Regions from separate parts of the Mus musculus genome. Here regions 1, 2, 3 and 5 are each linked to region 4. The links are chromatin contacts, called in public Hi-C, HiChIP or PLAC-seq and promoter capture Hi-C maps. All regions are on one chromosome and are shown on one strand. The core of a region is the stretch at or near the end of the contact, and the rest is flanking DNA. Distances in the headings are between cores, read along the strand shown. Region 1 holds the start of Mks1 (MKS transition zone complex subunit 1). Region 2 overlaps Msi2 (musashi RNA-binding protein 2). Region 3 overlaps Msi2 (musashi RNA-binding protein 2). Region 4 holds the start of Mrps23 (mitochondrial ribosomal protein S23). Region 5 overlaps Msi2 (musashi RNA-binding protein 2).

What was found. Promoter capture Hi-C pulls out the DNA fragments that hold promoters and counts their contacts. A called contact is a pair of places that touch in the nucleus more often than the background predicts. HiChIP or PLAC-seq counts read pairs in DNA pulled down with a chosen protein or histone mark.
Region 1: a contact with region 4 is called in a Hi-C map of embryonic stem cells, with 5 times the contacts expected there. The contact joins the promoter of Mks1 here to the promoter of Mrps23 in region 4. A contact is called at or near these places in 3 of 39 promoter capture datasets (liver and neural stem cells), 6 of 484 Hi-C or Micro-C datasets (CD4 T cells, CD8 T cells, ECoMG myeloid progenitors and 2 more), 2 of 115 datasets of contacts at active chromatin or transcription factors (embryonic stem cells and large pre-B cells) and 2 of 9 other capture datasets (embryonic stem cells and pancreatic islet).
Region 2: an H3K4me3 HiChIP or PLAC-seq map of the 230-238 cell line shows a contact between it and region 4, with 4 times the contacts expected there. The contact joins the enhancer-like site here to the promoter of Mrps23 in region 4. A contact is called at or near these places in 2 of 115 datasets of contacts at active chromatin or transcription factors (the 230-238 cell line and large pre-B cells) and 1 of 9 other capture datasets (pancreatic islet).
Region 3: a promoter capture Hi-C map of cranial neural crest shows a contact between it and region 4. The contact joins the enhancer-like site here to the promoter of Mrps23 in region 4. A contact is called at or near these places in 4 of 39 promoter capture datasets (cranial neural crest, embryonic stem cells, maxillary cranial neural crest and 1 more), 3 of 115 datasets of contacts at active chromatin or transcription factors (embryonic basal ganglia, embryonic forebrain and embryonic midbrain) and 1 of 9 other capture datasets (embryonic stem cells).
Region 5: an H3K27ac HiChIP or PLAC-seq map of large pre-B cells shows a contact between it and region 4, with 2.8 times the contacts expected there. The contact joins the enhancer-like site here to the promoter of Mrps23 in region 4. A contact is called at or near these places in 1 of 39 promoter capture datasets (hippocampal neurons) and 3 of 115 datasets of contacts at active chromatin or transcription factors (astrocytes, differentiating embryonic stem cells and large pre-B cells).

What each region holds. Positions count from the first base shown.
Region 1 is chr11:87,851,108-87,855,832 of GRCm38.p6, reverse strand. Mks1 (MKS transition zone complex subunit 1) reads right to left here and starts at 2,618. Exons shown (of 18, transcript NM_001039684.3): 1 at 2,504-2,618; 2 at 1,987-2,096; 3 at 785-855; 4 at 206-361. The coding sequence starts at 2,583.
Region 2 is chr11:88,506,927-88,512,086 of GRCm38.p6, reverse strand. The region is part of intron 6 of Msi2 (musashi RNA-binding protein 2); the gene reads left to right. Among named protein-coding and RNA genes, the nearest start is that of 0610039H22Rik, 110 kb to the left of the region's middle. Within about 2 kb of position 1,831, at least 16 of the 459 cell types and tissues checked have an H3K27ac peak or open chromatin away from gene starts, as enhancers often do. A contact at or near this core is called in the 230-238 cell line, where this site is marked.
Region 3 is chr11:88,689,981-88,694,901 of GRCm38.p6, reverse strand. All of the region lies in intron 5 of Msi2 (musashi RNA-binding protein 2), which reads left to right. Among named protein-coding and RNA genes, the nearest start is that of Msi2, 26 kb to the left of the region's middle. Within about 2 kb of position 1,336, at least 71 of the 459 cell types and tissues checked have an H3K27ac peak or open chromatin away from gene starts, as enhancers often do. A contact at or near this core is called in neural stem cells, where this site is marked.
Region 4 is chr11:88,201,711-88,206,203 of GRCm38.p6, reverse strand. Mrps23 (mitochondrial ribosomal protein S23) reads right to left here and starts at 1,816. Exons shown (of 5, transcript NM_024174.6): 1 at 1,719-1,816; 2 at 845-1,015. The coding sequence starts at 1,762.
Region 5 is chr11:88,597,101-88,601,903 of GRCm38.p6, reverse strand. The region is part of intron 5 of Msi2 (musashi RNA-binding protein 2); the gene reads left to right. Among named protein-coding and RNA genes, the nearest start is that of 0610039H22Rik, 20 kb to the left of the region's middle. Within about 2 kb of position 2,538, at least 134 of the 459 cell types and tissues checked have an H3K27ac peak or open chromatin away from gene starts, as enhancers often do.

The DNA.
Region 1 (4,725 bases), core at 1,369-3,868, 350 kb after region 4:
CCATGGGCCCTCTGACAGGCAGAAGGACATCACCTGCATCTGCCCACTGCAGCCTGGCTGCCAGCAGCTTCCAGCAGCTTCTAGAACCATCTATGTTCTATATCGCCCCATTTACTGGGCTTTCCACTTACAACCTAGAGCCAGCGAGGCTAGAAAACCAGGGGAGACAAACAAGAAAGCAATGAGGGCCCAGAAGGAATGATACCTCTTCCAAGTCGGTGTATCTATCCGAGTCAGTGTAAGTGAAGATTCGCCGGTTTTTCCTGCCGCCAGAATTCTCCAGTTTCAAGATCTCTTGGCGGTACTGATGATCCAGTGGGCTCTGGCACGCGGATTCATTTTGGTACAGGTCGACTTCAAACTGAGGTCACCACAAAGAAACAGATCAGCTGGGACTACCTCAAACTTCGGTTCCTGCAGCTACTGAACCAAATCACTTCTAGCGCTAGCTGACACGTTTTGAAAACCGACTGTCACTTTGTTCAAAAAATGAAGGGCAGGGGGAAAAAAATCTAAGAATATTCGAGTTAAAAGGATCCAAGCTGATGTTCTAATCCAACCTTGTTGCTAGAGATGTTATAGAGCCCGGAGATGGGGAGTGCCTTACCTAGAACGCTAAACTGAACATGGCAGCCGTTATATTACAATAGCCACATAAACATAACATAAACATAAGTATAAGCCACCACAACCTTTCCTGGAGATGAGTTTGACGGTATGAGTCACTGGCCCGGTGGGAGTCAGGTAGGTGGAGGTAGACTGAAGACAAGAAATGCTGGCTCACCTGGCTAAAGAGCTTTTCCTGCCATCCAATTACAACCTCTTCCTCCTCTTCTTCGTCAGGGCGGTGTCCACCTCCAAACACAACAGAGTGAGTCAGACCAGCAACATTTCTTCCTCTCTGGTTGATTACAACCAGTGTTCCTATTCTTGTCTCATTTGGGTTTTAAAATTTTTTGCTATTGTTGTTTGGAAGTGTCTCATTCTGCAGCCCGGTCTGACCTCACATTCCAGATCCTCCTGCCTCGGCAGAAAAACGCTGACATTACACGTGTATACCACCAGGTCTGCCTTCAAAGTCCCTACTCACATTGACCGCAAACCCCACTGGAATTTAGTGACTCACTAAGCGCTCACTCTAAACATAGAATGCAGGTGGTGGACATACTTTGGTTAATACTAGAAGCAAGATTAGGGCCTGAGGTGTCCTAATCATTACTCTAATTTGAATAAAAGGTAGCTCTGCCTTCCAAGAAACATTCTCTAGTCCCGTATAAGGCACTAGAGTTTAGCTAGAGGCTGAAGGGCCAGCCCTTCCTCAATCCTGGCTGAATTTGCTAGATAAGGACCCTGATGTTTTTCTGAAACCACCACCGAATCATCCAGAAACACAAGATGCATGATTTGTGATCTGCCAGGCTACCCTTTTTGCCTAAGAATATTTCTGAGTAGAAAGAACAATGACAAAAGCATGAAAAATTATTGGCCAAACACGACGGTCCTGTCCTTTCTTTTGGCTTTCAAGGCAAGAGGAAAAAATCATATTTTCGTGCAAACTCCTGTTTTAAAATTGTTTTTTAAGTGTATTTATACATACATTTGGAGTTTGGAACATATTTCTCTTAGAAGTCCTTTCCCCATCCCCCAAGTCACAACTCGGGTAAGATGGCTCAAGCCCCAGGATTCATCTGGTGAAGAGATAACTGAACTGGTTCGCAAAAGTTATCCCCTGAACTTCACTCTCGCACTGTGGCATGGGCGTGCACACACACACAAAAGTAAATTACAATGTAAAAAAATAAATAAATAATAAAAAATTAAAAAGATGATTGCCCAGGTTCATTCAAATGCTTCTATATTCCTCGGCTAGGTGACACTGGGCAATAAACTCAACCTCTCTGAGCCTTCCGTTCCTCCTCTGTACCTCTACTGCCCCGCACCCCTGCCTTAGTCTCAAATGAATGTAGCGTCATCACAAACACCCACTAGCAGCTTGCGGAGGCCTAAAAGTGGCCAAGTCTATGAGGTCCTTCCCCATCTGGGCAGCAGGCTGGTAATGAAGGAAGTTGCTTGATGTGATTCTTTGCAGATGAACTCTGTCAAGAGAAGAGAAGCCCCAAATACGCGTGTCAGAGACACACAGCAAGGAGATATACAGAGCATGAATCGGGGAAAGAAATCACAGAGGCAGAGAAGTCAAGGCTGCTGCAAAGAAGAGGTGGGTAGGGGCGTCTGCTGGATAAATCAGCACAGGGACCCGAGGGGTTTGAAAGTGGCGAGAACTTGAAGGGACTTGGGCAGGGTGAATCTGAAAGGTGTACTTGGAAGCTTTCAGTGGAAAAAGATCCTGATAACAAGACGCGCGCAGAGATGGCAGAGGAAGTAGTTGGGATTGTAAGCGGAAGTAGGGGCCTCTGAGCATCTAAAAGCTTAGGGTGGAATAAAGTTAGGGGGCCTCGGAGCATAAAGTTAGGGGGCCCTGAAACTGGGGTCGAGTGACTACCGGAGGCGCAGGTTGCGCACGGGGTCCCGGGAGCGATACACGGCCTCGCCGGTGTCAGTGCTCCAGACCGCTTCCGCCATGACAGCTGCTTCGCGCTGCGACCGCGCCGGAAAGCGTGGTGCCTCGTTCCCCTGGCAACGGAGACGCTGGCTTCTTAGGCAAGGGAGGCGCTGCGCGCGCAGCTCTCCACGTCTGCGGGAGCCAGTCCCTAGCCTGGCAGCGGGACCCTCAGCTGTCCTGTGTGAGTAAAGCTCACCTCCACCCAAGGTGAAAGTTGGTGCACTGCACAAAAGAGAAAACCGCCATCAGCTACTTTGTTTAGGTGCAAAAATGGTGATGGTGGCCAGAACCAGGTGACCTGAGTCCTTACTTTCTGATCAAACACTGCCTTCCACTGAACATTTGAAAACTTCGGCCTAGGGGGCGTGGAGAAATGGCTTAGTGGTTAAGAGGTTAGTGACTGGACTTTCAGAGGAACTAGCAGGCCCAGATGGCCACTCACACCTGTCTCTACTCCAGTTCCAAAGGGTCAGACACCTTGCCGCCTTACAGTACACATGTGTTGCACAAACATGTTCACCATTATGCATAAAATAAATTTAAAAAAATTTAAGGAGAGAAAACTCAGGCCTAAACAGTTGGTGGATATGACTAAAAGGACATGCAAACAAAAATTAAAAAACAGCCGGGCAGTGGTAGCGCACGCCTTTAATCCCAGCACTTGAGAGGCAGAGGCAGGCAGATTGCTGAGTTCGAGGCCAGCCTGGTCTACAGAGTGAGTTCCAGGACAGCCAGGGCTATACAGAGAAACCCTGTCTCAGGAAAAAGAAAAGAAAAGACAGGAAAAGAAAAGAGAAAGAAGAAGGAGGAGGAGGAGGAGGAGGAGGAGGAGGAGGAGGAGGAGGAGGAGGAGGAGGAGGAGGAGGAGGAGGAGAAGAAGAAGAAGAAGAAGAAGAAGAAGAAGAAGAAGAAGAAGAAGAAGAAGAAGAAGAAGAAGAAGAAGAAGAAGAAGAAGAGAAAGAAAGAAAAAGAAAAAAAGAAAGAAAACATTCCTGGAAGAAAAAAAACCTGTGGGGCAGGTATATTAGTAGTTTTGTTGGTATGCACTGAGCCAGAGAAATAAAAAACAAGGAAGCCAGCAGAAAGGAAGGAAAGGGTGTTTTCCCTGGGGCATGTTGGTTCTGGATTATTAACCAGTTAAGACTCCGAGCCAGCCCCTGAAAAACCACCAGAGTGACATTCAGAAGTCATGGTTCACTGGCACATCCAAGGAAAGATGGTATAAGTTTAATTCCGGCAGTTTGGCAATATCAATATTGACAATTAGTATTTGACGGTTGCTACTTATTCATCCGAATAAGCAATTGTTGCCTGGCCTGGGACATTTCATGGCCATCCGATTATAGAGCAGAGAAATCATGAGCACCTAACTATTCATTGTGTGCACTAAGAACTCACCACAAATAGCACCTACTCATTTTTCATTTGTATTGCCTGTAACCCTCCCAAAAACCTCTCCAAGAGGTACTTTATTCCTATTTAAAGGATGAAGTTACCAAGGGCCAGGAATTAAGTATGGGGTGTATTAATGAGTGCTGACGTGGGAAAAACAGATTCCAACCTGGTCTGGCTTTTGTGGCCTCAAACCTGCCACCAACTTACTGTCTCCCACCCACATCCTTAAGAACATACAATTTCCAATTAAGGGATGATTTCTAGACACTGAAACCATGGAGATTAGAAAGGAAGTCACTTCGAGATTTTGTTTAAGATGAGAACAGCCAGGAGAGGTGGTTTGTGTTTGGATTGTCAGCACTGGGGGCATACATGGAAGGATTTCAATTTAAGACCTCATTTTAAACAAAACAAAAGAAAAACAAACCAACCAAATCGATCAAGAGCTGTAGAAATGGCTCAGTGGGTGAAGGCCTCTGTCATGAAACATGATAACCTGAGCTTTATCCTTGGAACAAGAAAACTGACTTCACAGAGTTGTCCTCTGACCTCCACACTTTGTGGCACGTGCGTCCACACACACCATCACCACCACTAATAATGATAGTAAAGTTAAGCTTTTCTTCATGGAACCTTCCAGGCCATGTGTCAAGGGGAGGTTGAATATCTCCTTCCCAGCCACTGGCTGTGAGAAACTCATTGGAGCGGACAACAAACGTAGCATCGTGTGTTCTGTGACAGGTGCATGGTCACAGAAGGATCTGCTG
Region 2 (5,160 bases), core at 582-3,081, 310 kb before region 4:
CCAGTTCCCTCTTTGTCCCTGTTCAGCGTCTCTGGCCTGACAGCCTTGCCCCCTTCCCCTCTCTCTGTGATGAGCCTCGGTGCTGGACAAAGAAGAACCATGCTCTGAAAGTCACCAATTTTCTCTTTTAAAACTTTTCTCTCCTGGAGTGCTGTATTAGTATTGTAATTTGCTCTTGATACCACCTGAATCAGTTGTGATGAAAGGTTTTTCCTCCCTCCCCGTCTCCTCCCCTCCCCTCCCCGCCTCCCCGTCCCCCAGGTTTGCTCACAATAACACAGATGAGAAAAGATAGTTGTTCTGATATATAATGTTCGGAGTTGCTTAAATCCTTCATTTGTAATTCTCCCCAGCATTTCTCAGTAGAGCGAGGCTCCATCCCATCGTCAGGGCCTCTAATCCCCATGGAAAGCTAGTGAAGAATGTCAGAGAAATTCTGCATGCGCTCTGGAGGTGATGGGCAAGTGGAAGGCACCGTGGTATAAATTAATCCGTGTTATCCCTCCCCATGGTCATCTTCATGATGGCGTTGTGGTTTAGGGTGACCCCTCCTGGGCCCTTTAAGGTCAAGAAATCAAGAAGTGAGAACCTTATAGTACTTGACCTGATCAATACTCAGGATCCTCAAACAGATACCTAAGGGTTTGGATACCAGTGTTGGACAGGCACGAAGGGAAATCGTTCGGAGAGGTGTTACAAAGCTTGCAGCAGCTGAGTGATGCCCTGAGTGTATACTGTATGTATCTCAGCCCCATCCGTGGATGGGGGAATCCGCTGGGTTCTTCATCTCTGTTTTGGATATTTTTTGTTCACCTTCTACTTCTCATCAGTTTTCCAGTTTAGGGAGCAAAACTCAATTCTAATGCGATAGCTAGGACAGAAGGGTGGAGAAGTGAAGCCCCTCTTTTGGTTTCAGGAGAACTCCAGAAAAGCCCAGACTCTTGTTTTAGCTCTTGTCCCCCCCCCCAAATTCTAAGTGCCAGACTCGTCCTAGCTATGCCCCCCATCCCAGATTTCAAGTTCTGATTCTTGTCCCAGCTATGCCCCCAAATTCTAAGTGCCAACCAGAGGGCTTGAAGTACCATCTGGTACTTTGGAGTCCTGATAAATTACTGTCTTCCTCTCCTCCTCTGCCTGCAAAAAGTTTTAGGATTTGAGGGTGGGGTGGCCATTTGCACCTGTGAGGAAGGTGCAGGAATGACTGCATTATTCTAGGGCCTTCTGTTTGTCTCGTGTATGGTTATAGAGTTAATATGATCTGGTCATGTGGTTGGTGTGTAGGAAACAAAAAGGAAACTATGAATGAATGACTCCTCTGCCCTCACTTGCCACCCTGATTCCTTTACCCTCTGCTAGTAAGTGCAATGAAAATATCAATAAAGAGGCGGACGTGGCGAGCCCAGTGAGGAGGAGCATTTGCCAATGGACGGAGCTTGGCCAGTGCAGGACTGGGCAGATGGGTGCCAGCAGAACATGTCAAGACTCCTGTTTCCTTGTCCTCTGAGTCCTTGCAACCAGAACAGTTATTCAGGATCTGAGGCCACAGTCTGGAACTGACTGAAGCTCTGGCAGGAAGGAATGTGGTTTTCTCATCTGCCCGTTGTCATTTCTGAAACCTCTTCAGCTGTCCAAACTGTTTCACCCTTGGGAGTGTTTTCACGCCCTTTGCAGGTGGCATTAAAGTGAAGCCCGTGGAGTTACAAAAGTTTTCATCTCTTTTAAAATTGGTCTTTTAAAGAAAATGGGCTGTTTGCATGAGCCCGGGAGCTTACACTTGGGCCCAGGCCCATGAGTCTGCCAGAGTGCTCTTGGCCCCTGGGAATATATACCTCTAGTCACTCCCTGATGGGCAGCAAGCCTGAATTCACCAGCACTTTCGTCTTCATGACCACCCTTTGCAATAAGGCACTGAGGGTTATGGTAATACCCTTCATAGATGAGGAAATGAAGGTTCATAGTGCCCTCATAACAGAAGGGAATAGTTCTTGTCAGAGTATATTCCTTTTTGCTATAGTGTGAGCCTCCTGCTGTAAGAGGCACTTGTTAATATCCAATGTCCTGCTTTTATAGAGAAGGCAACTCTAAGGCCAGAGGTTTATAATATTCTCTAAATGAAGTTGGTGAGCCTGGACTCGCATGCACAAGTCTGTGGAGGAGCATACCCCACACAGTGCCTAGTGGTTTGATGTCTTCCTGGCACCAGGGAGAGACTGTGGACCAGGAGTAGAGAGGGATGGAGGTTCTAGATGGAAATGTCTGGGTGATGAGACACGTCCCATCTTTGGTCTGAGCAGTGATTGCTCTGCCCTATTCCTGATGGGCAGCAAGCATCAGCCCTGATGGGCATTTTTGTTCTCTTCTACCTGTCAGCCTCTTTGAGCACTGCTCCTGTACCAGCCCCTTCCGTGCCCTTCGCCATCTGTTCTTTCAGGTTGTTTCCTCTCCACACTGGAGAATGGGTGTTTGCCTCCTCAGTGAGGAGACTGAAGCTCGGTGAGGTAAAGAAACTTGTCCTCAGCCACACAGCCAGATTGTGACAGTGCCATTTTGTCATTTAACAACCCCTTAGCCCTTGCTGTATGCCAGGTTCTCTGCTGAGGCACCAGGGAGAAATGAGTGAGTTGAATAGAAACCACTGCTGGTCTTTTAAGAGAGGTAAATTCTAGTGGAGGGAGACATTCAATAAACAGCTGATCAAATAAAAACGGAAATGGTGGCCCACTAGGAAGGAATGAGAGCCAGTTAAAGGGACCGAAATGGAGCCAGGTACAGAAGAGGAGAGTTGCATGGTCCGTCAGGTAGAACATCTCAGGGTTGCAGTCGGTCACGGTTCGTACATCACATGGTCGGGGTGAGTCTGGAGAGAGCGTAGAGGATGTTCCTTACTGGATGCACACACGGGTTGGGTCTGATGGTCTCTCTTCAGATGGCATGCAGGAATGACATACTAAATTAGCATCGTAAACTCTCCTCACTGCAGTGTCTACTTGACTCTTTGCCCTACTGTGACTGTCATCATTGCTCTCATGGTCTTCCCCACCCAAGTCTCCCCGCCAGCTTCCCTGTCTTACACAGTTTAGCCTTCAGCTTTGGTAACCTCGGTTTCTCTGCCCCACGCTAGCCTCAAGGTCTCCCTATCTCCAGAAAGCCACCTCTGTCTTCTCCCTCGTGTAAACTTGGATCCTGTCACCCCTGCATCCCAGCACCCAGAGTGGGGAATTAATGCTTTTTTTATTTGAAGAAATCTGTGGCTGTCATTTTTGATATCTTCTGTTTTTGTATGCAGGAACGCAGAGCACAATTAGAATACAGTTATATATCCTCATAGTTATTAAAGCTTGGATTAACATGACATAAAGTTTTGTCTGGGGAGTCTTTTGCTATGGCTCAGGGAGCATTTTTTGTGACAGTAATAGGCTACAGTTAATATACTTGAATGATACTAGAATCTGTGTTATAAGGCAGAACAAAAGGGGTTTATCTGCAGCTGAATTACAAAGGTGGAATTATCACAGCGAATGATCCACAGAGATCTGGGCTTAATTATTGTCCTTTGTGTCGTTTTAGCATAATACAGGTAGTTAACTGGAGCAGAAGTGCAGGGAGACCTGGCCTGTCACTCACCTGCTGGATACCCAGACTGCCCCCCACACCCACCCCACCCCACCCTTGCAGGCTGCCTGCTCTACAGAGCCAGCAGAACCATCTGTGGCTGTGTGATGCCTCCGGGGCTACTGTGTTCTTGCCTCATGTTTAGCGTGACTCTGTGTCCCACCAGCAGCCCAGATCTCTTCTCCCTCCACTTAGGTTCCCTGCTCTCCCGGCTTGTCACACCTTCCGTGAGGCTGATGAACAGGCTGATATGACAACTGCATTTTCTCTGCCCAGCGCCATGGCCACCACCTTTCAGAACGTAAATGTTCTGACAAGCAGAGAAGGTGAGCTAATGTGCTCTGTCAGCTGTTTGGTCAGAGAGCCTGGCAGTGGCCAGCCCAGGTGTCTAGCTGCAAATGGAAGCACTCAGGTGACCCGATTCCCCAGCTGCTCCATGAGGACAAAGCATGACAGCCTCGAAGTCAGGAGTACTAGGCAGCTGCCTCCCTCCTGCCAGCACCAGCCCATTCGCCATCAGGCTGGGAAGCTGTAACTCTCCTGCAGGCTTGTCTATGAACCAGGATAGCCCTTGCCTATGAATGAACAGGATAGCCCTTGCCTATGAACAGGATAGCCCTTGCCTATGAACCAGGATAGCCCTTGCCTATGAACAGGATAGCCCTTGCCTATGAACAGGATAGCCCAAAGTCGAGTGGGGTGGGGTGGGACACCCAGGAAATTTCAGTATAACACTGTTTGCTAGTGTTTAAGGTCATCATTCTGTCCTCTCCCTGCCTGGCTCACATTTTGAACTTACTTTGTTGGTGGCTGATTTCAGCTTCCACCCTGACTCTTAACTCCAAGAAACATGGTTGGAAGTGTTCCTTTTTTGTTTGTTTGTTTGTTGTTGTTGTTATTGTTTTTTTAATGTGCACTGGTGTTTTGCCTGCATGTATGTCAGTGATGGTGTCAGATCTTATAGTTACGGACAGTTCTGAGCTGCCATGTGGCTGCTGGGAATTCAACCCAGATCCTCTGGAAGAGCAGTCAGCGCTCTTAACTGGGACCCATCTCTCCAGCTCCTGGACCCTTTTTAATGTAGCTTTTTTTTCCCCCTGTCAAATTTATCTTCTGAGCAGCTGTCACATTGGGGCGTTTTAAAAAGATTTTCAAATTGCTCCTCCTTCAAAGCCAAGGAGAGGCTGAGATGGGAGACCAGTTTGCATAATGAGTTCCAGACCAGCCTGGGGTGCAGCATGAGACCCTGTCTCATAAAAGTCCAAACTAAAAGAAAGCCATGGAAGGGAATAGCCCTTGCCTGGCCACTGCCATGTGGTGGGAAGCAGACACAGATTTACATGCCTTCCTTCTGTGCTCCTATAGAGAGAACTTACAGGCAGTGCCTCACACAAGGTCATATGCCCAAGAAATCAAGAAGACAGGCTTTGAGACTAGAGTCTGTGTTCCAAGGCTGTGCTTTAACTAGCCCTGAGTTTTTCTGAATGTCTGGTTAGAGATAATGGGGCCCAGAATGAGAATTCCTGGACCTCTCTTGAGTCCTGCTCT
Region 3 (4,921 bases), core at 87-2,586, 490 kb before region 4:
GGGACAGTTCTGATGAATTCCTGCCCCCTGCTGTATAATAAATCTGATACTAAAATTAGTGCCGGCCTCTTGAGCCATAATTCTTGCCGAGGCAATAAAGAAGTGTGTGCGTGCGTGTGTGCTCATGCCGGTGTGCTTGTGTGCGTCCAGCTTGTCTCTCAGGACTGTGGGATGTCGGATAAGTAACTGGGTCTCACAATTGATTTTGTGTGACAGCGTCTCCTCGGCTCCCTGCTTCCTCCCCCTCTCCTGTGATGGAAGTGTAGGGAGGAGGTAGAGGGGAAATATTGCCGCGTGCCTTTCAGGTTTGTGTAAATCTCTGTCACGTAGGTAGATGTTCTTAGAGAATCTATTGGAATGTTTTATAATTGACTGTTTTACTTGGATGACATTACTCAACTCCTCTCAGGAGCTTCCTTACGCTCCGGGTGGGGGTGAGACTTTTCCTTCCAGGGAACTTTGTCCACGGAAGGGACTTACTTGGGGTGGCCAGCTGACAGCTTTAATAATTAGGTGGGCATTTGGGTCCCTCAGTGCACAGTCCTCCTCCTGGTGGGGACAATTCTGCTTTAAAAGGACCACATTTCACCTTTAACTGCAAATGGCTGTGTCGGGAGTGGCATTTGATTTTTAAATTGCCCATGTCCAGCAACCCTCTGTTACTCATTAAACAATAAAATGTTTTTAATCTTCCTGCAGCTGTGTGCACTGTGTGGGGCTTGCTTTTCGGGAGGAGGGGGAGGAGGGTCTTTCGTCCTCCCTCTCCTCTTCCCTTTCACACTCACCAAAGCTTGTAGAAAGCCCTCTCCAGCAGTGATGGAATCCCCTCCGGTGAACTTTCCCAAGTGAGTGGCTGGGACTTTTATAAGCTGAGGCCACCCGGGTTCAGTCTGGATTGTCAGCCCCTGGGGCTGAAGTGCTTCCTTTATGGGTAGTACCCAGAAATGGGTTTATGTCACAGACCCTTTAAAAAGTCTGTAACTTTTCCTCCCCACTCCCCTGCCTCCCACTTTGGGTGGGGGGGGGGGGCTTGAGTTGTCCGTCATAACCAGAAACAGGTTTCAAGTCCCTGATCCGTTATAGGTGTGTTTAAGATGAATGCCAAGCCTGAAGCCACTTAAAGAGCATGCGCAAATAGATACAAAGGAAAGGAAGGAAGGGAGGGAAGGGGTAAAGGAGAGACTCTTCCAGATCCCCTGAAGCAGAAATAGAAAAACACAGGCAGAGAAGGCAGGCCCCCACAGAGAGAAGCACTCTGCTCCTGAGCAAGCTAAGTTAGTGAGCTTGGGCGGGAGGGCCTGCCCCGTGAAGGTTGTCAAAAGAGCCAAGGAGGCGGCGCCCTTTCTGAGGCGGCCCTTGGTAGTGTGTCTGTAAGGATCTAGGCCCGGATTGTTTCAGACTCCTGGTGGAAGAGTTAGTGGCACTCTCCTCCTGTCCCAGCTGGGCTGGCCTTCTATCCCAGAGATGCGAGTTTGGAACGGTGGCCTAAGCAGGGAGCATTACCGTGCAGTCTCAGCTGGCCTGTGTTTCCATCCCAGCTAGCGGTCCTTCAGTTAGGAACTGTTGCAGGCTCTGTATTTGTAAAAATAAAAGAGAATAAAAATTAAAGGTACTCAGTACCAAGAAAAATAGCCACTTGAGGGGGAACGAAGTGTGTTAGAGGACCAGGCTTTCTACAGGGAAGCATCTTGCTTCGAGTTCCCGGATCAGCATGGCCCAAGATATCTCTCTCTCTCTTTCTCTTTCTCTTTCTCTTTCTCTTTCTCTTTCTCTTTCTCTTTCTCTTTCTCTCTCTTTCTCTTTCTCTTTCTCTTTCTCTTTCTCTTTCTCTTTCTCTTTCTCTTTCTCTTTCTCTTTCTCTTTCTTTCTCTCTCTCTCTCTCTCTCTCTCTCTCTCTTTCTCTTTCTCTCTTTCTTTCTCCCTCTCCTCTCCTCTCCTCTCCTCTCCTCTCCTCTCCTCTCCTCTCCTCTCCTCTCCTCTCCCCTCCTTCCCTCCCCTCCCCTCCTCTCCCCTCCCCTCCTCTCCTCTCCCCTCCCCTCCCCTCCCCTCCCCTCCCCTCCCCTCCCCTCCCCTCCCCTCCCCTCCCCTCCCCTCCCCTCCCCTCCCCTCCCCTCCCCTCTTCTTTTCTTTTCTTTTCTTCATGCTGAAAAGGGGCCCAGTCCTCTAGTCGAGCAGTGACTCCATACAGGTTCCTTTTTCCTCTGTTGCATTTCCCTCGTGTACCACACGAGTCATCCAGTCATCGGAGTTGCCCAGGCTGTGCCCTCAACCCTGCCTGGTTGTCCTGGTGACGCTGGGTTGCAGGGTTTTGGAGGAAGCCCTCAGTTCAGCTGTCCTTGAGGGTAAGGCCTGCGTTCTTCCCACCCCCCTATGACGTGTGCAGTACAGCTGCTGGCCCAGAAATCCACTTGAACTGATATGTCGTCTCTCACTCCAAACAAAAAATAAACCTGGGTGTTCTATGTATGTATTTTTGAGGTGTGTACGTGCCCTTTTTTTTCCTCTTGACAACTTCGTTCCCTGCAGCTGTGCAGTCACAGACTGTTTTGAGATCTGGAAAGTTTCTTGTCTTTAAGTGGCTATGATAAAGTAGGAGAGGAGAGAGGCGAGATTTGACGGTTACCACACACCAAACACCATAATGTAATTTTTTAAATTAAAAAGCATTGCATTATTAAAAAAGCATTTCATTGTAAGAGGAGAGGGTAAGATGGCTCAGTGGGTAAAAGCACTTGCCACCCACCACTCCAGGACCCACATGTAGGTGGACGGAGAGCCGATTCCAGAAAGTCATTCTCTGACCTCCATCTACACATAACCCTAGTAACAGAATTTGAAAATATTGTAAGAGATAATGCAAAGAAAGTTTTTTCATTTACCAGAATTGTTTTTTCTGTCTACTATAGTTCCCCCCCCCCATCACCATGGAGATAAGAACTTGGGGCTCAGTGATGTCATCTTTCCCACTGGGTGTGCTGGCTCTCAGGGGACTGGCTGTCAACCTGAACTTGGTCAGGTCCAGCCTGCTGTTGGTATAGAGAGAAGTTAAAGTTGATCAGACGTTTAATATTTGCCTTCAGTCATCTGCTATGCAAAGCTCTCCTTTATTACCCTGGGAGGGCAAGTTGGTAACAATGTATTGCTGTTAAAACTAGTAAGTCTGGTGTCCTTTAGGGCTTATTTAATCTTTCCTTTCTCCTAAGTATTTCTCTCCAGCTTTTGGAGAAAGTGCCTTCCTGTTTGAGATAAACATGAAGCAGTAAGGTTGAGTTTGGGAAGAGGGAGTTTGAGGGGCTGGAGCTGCGCCCTCTCCCCATTTCATTTCCCAGGTGAACTAGCAGAGTCCCAAGATTGTCTTTTGCAGGGAGCACTCAGGGTTACCGATGTTCCCGATAAGAAAGTGTTTCTCCTTTGCCCTGTCTCTCAGCTGAGTAGGGCGGAGAGAGCAATATGGCAAAATCCAGACCAAGCCAGCAATCATGCAATGCAGTTGGGCAGAATATAGCAGTTTAGGATGGGTTTGCACAACTGTATTTTCACATTAAATCATCATTTCTGCTTCTCCTGGTACAGAGAGGAGGGTGGGCAAGGGAGAGAAAAAAGGGTGGGGGAGGCAGAGAGGGAGGGAGGGAGGGAAGAGGGGTGTCTTTTCAGGGAGTCCGGGGAAATGAGTAATCGGGTGGGAAGGAGAGACCAGGGGAAGGCTTGTGTGCATTATCAGTGGACAGGAGCCCGGGGAACTCCCAGTTATGTCTGGGAAGCTTTTGCGTGTAGCTGCTTTGAATTCTGTGGTCTAGAACGAGATGTTTAAGCCCAGTTACAGGAACAGTTCCTGAACTTTTTCTACGAACTTCTGTGGCCCCGGAACCCTGTTTTTTTCCCAGCAAGCCTCTGTATTTTTAGAAATGTTTTCTTTTCTCATTGCTTGCCCCTTAGCAGAGGCCCCTCGAGTGCTTTCTGTCGTGTAGAGCTGAGTTCTTGAACAGGTGTTTGGGACTGTGAAGGGGTTTATTTCTTTAAAAAAAAATCTGCAGGCTCTTTGTCTGGGAGATCAATATTTTCTCATCCTGCATGGATGGGGTGGGAGGAGGGGCCTGTGTGATGCCCCTCCCTTTCTGCTGTGGGTCAGTGAAGGGTCATGTGGCTCAGGGGGACCTTCTGTGCAAGCCCTTTCTCCTCTTATTCAGTGCCTTCTCCAGATCCTACTATGTAGACAGAATAATTTCATGTAGACCCATGGGACTACCAAGCGGTAGCCTCCGTTGGTTTTTGGCGTTTAAGGAGCTAACTTTGAAGTAGCTTTTAATCTTCATACTGAGCACACCCTTTTAAGTGTTTTTGGGTGGGCAAGCTCTGAAGGTAGTTTGTGGCACTTAACTCTTTTAAACTTTGGTTTCTTCTCCGGAAGCTGTGTGTCCTTTCCTTTTCCTCGAGGGTCCTAAGAGCTCCTAGTCTAAATCGGTGGCGTCTCTGAGAATCATTGATTTGCTAATTGCTCATAAGCGGAGCCCTGGCTTCCCCCTCCTGCTGAGAGCACTTTTCTTTTCCGCCCCTTCCTTGAGAAGTTAGGCTGACTTCTGCAGTGTTTCAGAGGTAACCAATAAAGGAGTTTGGCCTGCTGCTGTTGTTAATTGTGCGCCTTGGAGGTGACCACATCACCAGCATCCGGGTTCCATAAACAAAGGGCCTCATGCTGGTGACCTTTCCTGCCTAAAACTGCCGGGCCCAAGGTCGCCAATGTGGTGGGGAGTGCCTTTCCCAGCCCTCGGTCGGCCTCAATTTAATTTGCTCGTTTCCTGAGGCAAAATGACCTCCCAGTAAACTTGCCCAGGCCTTTTAAAGAGAACAAACAAAAAGACTGCAAGGGCAAGGTGTGTTCTGATGGAGGAATGGGCAGTGTGGGAGGGCCGTGGGGCGCTTG
Region 4 (4,493 bases), core at 567-3,066:
AAATAAAGTACGCAGGGCTGGAGAGATGGCTCAGCGGTTAAGAGCACTGATTGCTCTTCTGAAGGTCCTGAGTTCAAATCCCAGAAACCACATGGTGGCTCACAACTATCTGTAATGAGACCTGACGCTCCTTTCTTGTGTGTCTGAGACAGCTACAGTGTACTTATATATAATAATAAGTAAATCTTTTAAAAAGAAAGAAAGAAAGAAAGCACTTTCCTTCAGATTTCTAGTCATGGTTACTGTAAGTGCTTTCAACTTCTGAGCATCCTTTCCAGGGCGGCTTCAATAACTGTTAGACATTAAATCCTCAGACCATATTCCACCTATTTCCGCTTCCAAAGAAGCTACTGTGATAGCAGCAGCTTAAGTGTGGAGCCAGACGTGATTCTCAGATCCACCGCCCTCTGGGGTGGCCATGGTGGTTAACCTCCTTGAACCTGATAGTTCTCTTGAATAACACAGAGGCAATGATACCTGCCTTCGCGGACAGGGTTAGAGTAATAAAGTCTATGAGCTGATGTTTGTCAAGGGCTGATCAAGTACCTCATACAGAACAGAGGCCAGTTAACAAACACTTTATCTGCAACTTTGTCAGTTTAGTCTCCAGATTCCACTTCTTAGAACTTCTGTTTCTGGGCTGGAGAGATGGCTCAGTGGTTAAGAGCACTGACTGCTCTTCCAGAGATCCTGAGTTCAATTCCCAGCAATCACATGGTGGCTCACAACCATCTGTAATGCGATCTGATATCCTCTTCTGGTGGTCTGGTTGGCAGACTTCTACATGAGCCTTCCTCTCTGAAGGTCTGCGGCACCCTGCTCACTATAGGGGATAGACACTTACGCTCGAATCTGATCCTCCTGGTAAAAGATGTCCTGGATGTCAGCTTTGGCTTTGCCGTATCGCAAGCGGGGCCTTCGGAAGACAGGCTCTCTCAGGGGTGGAAAGGCCTTATATATGTCATACCACAGTGGCTTCTCTTTCAACACCCCGGCCCGCATCAGATCCCTCGTCCTTAGAAAGGGAACAGAACCAAGGTCAGTCGGTTACCACAGGGTTGTAAAGTCTCTGAATCAACTTAAACGAAGGAAAGAGCAGCCTGGTAGGGGTGAGCTGAAATGGGCCTCCCGCCTAAAGGAGGCACGGCCAATACACACAGCAACCTAGCATGGCCACAGTGTTAAGTCCAGTTGGTTAGCTCTCATGTAGCCTAGGCTAGACTTAAACTAAAGAGTGTGGCCAAGGATGACCTTGAATTTAGTGCCTCCCTGCACTTCCCTAGAGCTAGGATTACAGCGTGTCCACGCAGGCTTTTTGTTTTGACAGAAGTCCACCAGTAGCCTTGCTACGAAGCCAGGTTGGCCCCGGTCTTGTGGCAATCCTCCTGCCTCGCCTCCTAAGTGCCGAGACTACGCGCGCGAGCCACGACACACAGCTTCCATCTTCTTGCACGGGTCCCACCCACCGTTCCATAGTGAAAAAGCAAGACCTGTCCAGTCAGGCCCTTCAGCTTCTTTACTGTAGAAGGTCTCCACCGAAATGGGGTGGCGAGCACAATCTGACAGGACAGAAATCCAAGGGGACAGAGACAAACCACACCGATTCCGTGCCAAGGGCATCACCTGGCTCGGACACCCGCAACCGCATCCCCTAAGGATATGCCAGGAGGGTCGTGACCCGCTAGGAACTCTGCCCTCGCCCAACTCGGAGCACGCACCGGGAGAACACGCTCCCCACCGTCTCCAGCCGGCTCCCCGCCATGGCCACTTGGGCTAGAAAGCCTCGGGCTGTTACCGGAAGCGGAAGCGGCAGCAAGCAAGCCAAGGGGGAACAAGCGGCTGGCCGAGCCGAGGATGACAGTCCCGCCTCGACGTCATCCGGACGGCGGAACCAGGCAGAAGCAAACGATGGGCTGAGCAGGAGCCCTCAGGTCCTGCGTCCGGGTGGGTGGGGGTGGGGTGGGGTGGTCAGATACGAATAATCGATTCCCGAGCCAAAAGAGCGGGAGCGCGCCAAAGCTGCGCAAGAGTAGCAAACGACCGGTCCTGGGGAAAGGTGGAGTGTGGCGCCTGCTTTCTTCTCTCTAACTTTGCAAAGCTTCCTCCTCTCTGGCAGGGTGGAGGGAATAGTGTGGAGCTCGCCGGGATGCAGCACATCCTACAGTCAGGAACAGCTAGCCAATATGACATTTGAGGACACCAGGCTCGACTAAGCCTAATCTTAGCCACTCACACTACTCAGAAACTGAGACCCAAATAGGGGCGAAGTAACTTTTCCAAGTGACACGAGCCTCCAGGCCTCCTTCCTCGGCCTTTTGCGCCTTAAGCGGGGCTCAGCAGAGCAGTCTGTTTTCAGGCTCAGTGGAAAGCTGCCTGTAAGTAGTAGTTCCTCCGCTGGAGGCGTCCCTCGCCCGCCCGCTAGCGCTGGAGTTTTAAGAAGTAAAAGCCCAGAATGAATGCATTCGGAGGAAGAAAATAAAAATCTGGGGGAACGTAGTCTGTCATTGTTCAACTGTTCAAAGTATGGGTTTGGAGGAATATCCGTTGGAGAAGCACCCCTTAGAAATTTCATCAGGGTATTTGTGCGAAGAACATCATGGTTGATCGTAGTGACAAGATTTAAAAAAAAACAACAACAACAACAAAAACAAAACATCGGGCTGGAGAAAGAGTTCATCAGTTAAGAGCACTGACTGCTCTTCCAGAGGACCCAGATTCGAGTTCTAGCACACACAGGGTGACATAACCACCTGTCACTCTAGTCCCTGGAGATTTGATGTTCTCTTCTGAACACTGCAGGTACCAGGCATGTATGTGGTGTACAGGCTTACGTTCGTGCAAAATACTGATACACATGAAATTAATTAAAATTCATCATATGATCAGGAGGTGGTGGGTCATACCTTTAATCCCAGAACTCAGGAGACAGAGGCGGACGATCTCTGAGTTTGAGGCCAGTCTGGTGATGTACAGATCAAGTTGCAGGACAGCCAGGGCTACACAGTGAGATGCTGTCTAAGAAAAATAAAAAAACAAAAAACAGAAGAGCAACAACAAATATTTCATCGAATGAAAAGTAGTAGAGGATGTTAGCACACGCCTTTGATCCCAGCACTTGAGATGCAGAGGCAGGCAGATATTGAATATCTGTAAGTTAAGGCCAGCCTGACCTACATGGTGAGTTTCAGAAGCCAAGGCTGTGTAGAGAAAGACCCTATCTCAAAATAAACTAGTGGCTGGAAAGTTAGGGTTTGTGCATTCTATGAAAGCCTATGCACCTGGTAAAATTAACGAGCTAGGACCATCTGTATTTACCTACCTACATTAATGCCCATGGCTTGGGGTTAAATGAAACATTGCAGAAATAGTTGTATGGGAATGAAATCTGTAAGAGCGGGGGGGGGGGGAGAGGGGGGCTGGAGAGATGGCTGAGCGGTTAAGAGCACTGACTGCTCTTCTGAAGGTCCTGAGTTCAAATCCCAGCAACCAGATGGTGGCTCACAACCATCTGTAATAAGATCTTATGCCCTCTTCTGGTGTGTCTCAAGACAACTACTCAGATATAATAATGAATAAATCTTTAAAAAAGAAAAAAAAAGGAGGGAAAAGGGAAAATGTCCACAAGTTTGTAGGAGGATAAAATCTGGGACTGATCCACAGGACAAAAATACAAGGGTGAAGTCAGAGCTTTCTCTCTCTCTCTCTCTCTCTCTCTCTCTCTCTCTCTCTCTCTCTCTCTCTCTCTCTCTCTCCTAGTCTCAGAGATTGCCTTGTAGAGAGTTTGTATTCATATGTAAACTCTATGCCCTAATGGATGTTTTGAATCACACTTGAGGTCTCCAAGGAACCCATTATCTTTCTTTGTCCTTAGGAAAGAGCATGAAGTCATGTCAAAATCCTCCCACTCTAAGGGAGGCCCCAGAAAGGGAGGCAGCGAAAGTTTTCAGAGCAGTTGCCACTTGTGTTATCTCACAGATAACTCTGCCCACCCACAGGGTAGCTATTATCATCCTCATTATAGATGAGAAGGCTAAGCCACAGGAACTTAAGTACCTCTGTCTGATATGCAACTGATTGAACCCAGCTCTACCCGGGCACTTTCCTGTATCCCACAGTGCTACCTTAACTAGCCTAAAACAGAAGACTAGAGAGATGAAAGGCTTTAACAAAACCTTCCTTCCAAGCAGGAGATGCAATGATCCGAGGCCTGGCCTGAGAGGTGGGCATCTCTGCTACCTCAAGAATCGGGAGCAGAGTCTGGAGAGGTGGCAAAGCAGTTATGAGCATATATTGCTCTTTCAGAAAACTTAGTTCAGTTCCTAGCATGACAAGAGCCTGTCACTCCAACTCCAGGGAGATCTGATGCCTCTGGAGTTGCTGGGCACCAGTAGCACTTGTACTACACACACGGAGGTGGGGGAGTAAAAATAAAATAATTCATCCAGGTGGTGGTGGTGCACACCTGTAATCCCAGCACTTGGGAGGCAGAAGCA
Region 5 (4,803 bases), core at 1,289-3,788, 390 kb before region 4:
CCCTCCCTCCCTCCCTTCCTTCCTTCCTTCCTTCCTTCCTTCCAAACCTTCTTGTCTGTGTTTTCACTCCACTGGGATCAGTACACATCTCTGAAGAGTGTTCTATGGACTGAGCAAGCGCTTTAACATGTCTTCTGTGGTTTTTGCAGCAGTTCCCAGACATATTCTCTCTCTCTTTTTTTAAAGATTTATTTATTATTATATGTAAGTACACTGTAGATGTCTTCAGACACACCAGAAGGGGGCATCAGATATCACTATGGGTGGTTGTGAGCCACCATGTGGTTGCTGGGATTTGAACTCAGGACCTCCGGAAGAGCAGTTGGTACTCTTAACCGCTGAGCCATCTCTCCAGCCCCCGAGATTATTGTCTCTTAAGCTAGGAAAAAGGTTGCACTGCGACAGTGGGTTCCTGATGGATGGCCTCTCTGCTCATCTGTTTATCTTTTTTCCTTTGTATCCTGATAGGGCAATGGTAGAAAAGAGCCCGGCTGTCCGTCGTTGTCCATCCCACTTCCCTTTTCTTCCCCGAGGTTACCCGAAGTAGCCTTTTGCCGAAACCTGGCTGCACATTCTAGCCTTTTGGGAATGTGTAAAGAACTGTTGAGGGTGGGGTTGGGCATGGCCCTCTGGAACTAAGGTGGCAGTCAGGGCCGAGCATCTGCAGGACAGGATCACCAATGCAAGGCTCTATCAGTGCAGTGGATTAGGTAAAGCAGGGCTCATCAGGAGCTGATTGCCACGTACACCTAAAATATGGTAATGACGGTAATCAGGGCTAAGGGTTAAGGCCGCCATTTGTTCTTTTCATGAAATCAACTGGAGGGCTTGGGGGATGGGGTGCAGGGGTTTTTAGAACCTGCCAAGCAGCAAAGTTTTTATTCTGTCTCCAGAGGACCAGGCCAGGTTGTTGTTCTTATAGATAACTCCCAGATTACCAGAGGGAAGGGTCTGGAATTCCTCACTTGGGCTGTCTTTCCCAGGCCCAGTGGCATCTACTGAAGCAAGGCTTGTTGTAGTTGTGTATCTGAGAGTCTGTAATTCTTGCAGTGGGAGTGATGTGAATTTTTCCGGCACAGCTTCTCAGCCCATTGTTGGTGTTTCTTGAAGGTCGCTGTGGAGGACGAGGAGACCCACCACAGAGCTGGGCCAAAGAGCAGGCATGCACTTTGGATTGTGAGGCGGTTTGAAACTTAATTTCCATGTGGGAAACCATCTACCACCCTGGTGGTATCTACATAGTGTTTGGGAGAGAGAAAGGGATTCTTTGAGCTTACGGTGTTATTAGTACATCCTGATACCTGCGTATGGTCTAGATTTCAGCAAGGAGAGCTTCCGACATTATCCAGGTTGAACACCAAGATAGACACCGAGAGATCAGAGCAAAGAGGCGATGGGGGAGCTAGATCTCAGGGAGGCTGTTTATATATGCAGGCTCAGTCAGGAGGTGGATTTTCTCTTAACTTTATTGTTAGAGGAAGCAAAAAAAAAGGCAGTTAATCATCAATCAATTTCTTTCTCTGCCCCTCCCCCATGTGTGTGCATGCTCAGTTGTAATTTCACAATAGCAGGTAGTCTCCACTTATATTTTTTAGGCTAGGGTCTTACACCCATTTGATAGAAGGGAAAGTGAACTTCAGAGTTATTAGGGAACTTCATTCATTCTTGTTATATACTATACAGAGGTGTGCTAGAAAGGCAGGCATGGGTAGACTGACCTATGATAGTTTAAACTTGTTCTTACGGTTGCAAAATCACTCTAGGTCTATGCTACCACGCTGGATATAGTTAGAAGGATTTCTCTTTGGATGGGCACAGAGGGATCCATGAGCTCAGGTTCTAGGAGGGGTTTATAGCAGTCTGCCATCTTGTCTGACTTCTTTTCTCCCACTCTTCCCAGTGGCTTATGAAGAACTGCCTTTGGCTGCCTGGCCGGGTCTCTCAGGAGGGGCCTCTTGCAGCTTCCTCACTGGCTCACCACAGTAAAGGGTGTAGCCCTTGTCTGATGTAGTCTAAAGGCACAGTTCCAAAGACGATGGGTTTTAATTACAGAAATGTATTGGTCATTGTTGGAACACAGGAGGAAGTTCAGGTGCTTTCATCCCAGTGAGTCCGACTCATGGAACAGTGTTGGGAGTATGGGGGCGGGGGAGTTCCCGAGGATGGAGCAGCTGTCTGTGGGTACTAAGCAGCTTGGATGCCTGTGGTAGGGATGAGGAGCAGCCAGCCTCCTCGCTCAGCATCGGTTGATGTGTGGATCACGCTCTTTAATTTCCTGTGCTTCTTCAAAGCAATACTCATCTCCCTGCCTTTTCTGTTACGGCCCGCAGCCCAGTCTGATTCAATGCCACTGTCTAGGATATTACTCTCTGATATGATCTGTGGACAGGTCACCCCTGCAGCTGCCGCTTTCCCCCGGGGGTAAGAGGAAGTAGTATTTTTTAAATTGAGTCTGGGAGGGAGCCTTGCAGAGGGTTTCTGGGAGTGAGGGTGGGGTGGCGACAGCCCAGGAAAGCATCCCGTCACTGCGTTATGAGGTCGCTTCCTCTTGTTACTGAGCTACTGTTGTTTTAATCAGAGGTAATGTTGTAACCTGACCGTGTTGTATAATTGTGTGTAAATTATATCCCAACCCCATATAGATGAAGGCTATTTTTCCCCCCTTCCAATTTTAAAGCTATTTAGACAGAATGCCAAACTGTAGCTTGAACCCTAGCGCTTTCTGGCAGGTCTTTCTAGACAGGAAGGGAGAGAGAGCACAGAAACGTTGGTGGTTGTTTTTGTAATTAGTTCCCCCTGAAGTTAAATTAACTTCTGAAATAGGCAACATAAAATATTGTTACTTAGACTTTCCCCTCTGGGTGCGGAACTGTGGGTGTGACTTGAGGCACTAAATGAGGACAAAACAGAAGGGAGCACAGAGAGAGCACTTCCTTGGGTGGTTGGGGAGCACGCAGAGCACTTCCTTGGGTGCTTGGGTTGATTCTAACCTGTTAACAACTCAGCAGTTTAAAGTATATTCACAGAAAAATGTGCCTACCCACCACCTACCTCCACAATCAACGTCACAGAATTTTCAGAGTGAAATCCTGAACTCTCTTTTGCCACCACTGGCTTTTCTGACTTCCCTTTCCCCAGTCTGCCTTATGTCCCTCTCAAGATCCCCGTTACAGACGCTCATGCATGCAGTCTCACGTTTGTGGTCTGTGACAACGACTGTCCTTTACTTAGTATGAGGATTCAGGGCTCTTGTGGGCCTCCCCTGTCACTGCTCTGTTCTTCTTCCTGCCAAATGCCATGCTGTCCTTTTGTTCACTCGTCCATTGGCCAACATTTGGGCCTTTGCTTTGTGGCCTCCACCAATACGTGTGTGAAAGTTTTTGGCTGGAAGGGTGCTCTAGACTCTTGAGTATGGTCCTAAGATTGGAGTTACTGGGAAGGTAGCTAGCCTGTTCCGTAAGATAGCAGAATCAGCAGAAACTACCTTGTCATTTTTGCATCTTAAGTTTTAAAATTAGAAGGGCCAGGAGTCAGACTTGTTTCTTACGGTACCCTCAGGGGGAAAAATTAGTCAACATCACAAATGAAGGGCCAGAGACTTCTGTGAACGGAGGGGGAGGGGCTCTGACTCCACATTGGCACTGCGTGCCCAGTGTCCTGAGCTGGAAAGAGAGGCTGAGACCTGTTGTTGAACAGCATGAGGCCCTTCTAAGGTACCTTGTGGGAAGGGCAGAGACCAGACCAGGCCCACAGAGAGCTCTATGCTTGGAAAAGCCCCCCCCCCAAAGGCTTTCCTTTGAGCACAAGAACCTTTCTCGTGTGTGGTAGCAGTCTTCCCAGTTGCAGACGCTGGCCCTTCTTTCTCATGTGCCTTCTCCAGGATCTGACCTCCCTACTCAGAGCCTGGGTCGCCTTCCTTATCGTCCTTGGTTCTGCCCTTCCTGTACCACCCTGCCATCGGGCACCTTTGATAGATGCTGTCTGTGGGTTTACCCCGTTTTCCTTTGGAGATGGCACCCTGCTTTCCTTTAGATGGTCACACAAATGGGAGTATTGGTGGAAAGCGTCCAGGCAGATTCTGGGTCTGTTATTACCCAGAAAATATGAGCATGAGGAAGGAGTACCCCAGACCTTTCCTGAGTAGACCTTTGTTATAGGGCATACAGGTAGGTGTGTGTGTGTGTGTGTGTGTGTGTGTGTGTGTGTGTGTGTGTGTGTGTACAGACTATATAGGTAGTTTAAACAACAGAAATGCATTCTCTCACAGTATAGAAGTTTGATCTTTGGTGTAGGAAAAATAGCTCATCCATTAAGGGCTTTGGCTGTTATATCAGAGGACCCAAGTTCAAATCTAGCATCCACGTGGCAGCTCACACCTGTTTGTAACTCTGGCTCCAGGGGAACCTGGCAACCTCACCCTGACATACATGCAGGCAAAACACCAATACATATTAAATAAAAATAAAAAATCACAAAAAAGAAAAGAAGTCTGATCTTTGGGTGGCATCCCAGCGGCGTCTCTCCAGGCTTCTGGTACCCGCTGGCATGACTCTTCCCTTTCCCCTTCTTCATACAGCTACATGTTTCCCGTTTCCCCTTCATATTCAGGGTAGCAGTCACTGCCCTGAGAAAGCCCACTCACGTCCAAGATTCTAGCACGGCAGGAGCTTTATGGTGACAATTGGAGATACCTTCTTTCTAAGTAAAGTCAAGCTCTGAGGCCCTGGGTAGACGTGAATTTTGGAGGGACCTGTTTTGACCACCAGTCTGTTTTCTGCCCAGACCCTAGAAATATTGATGGTG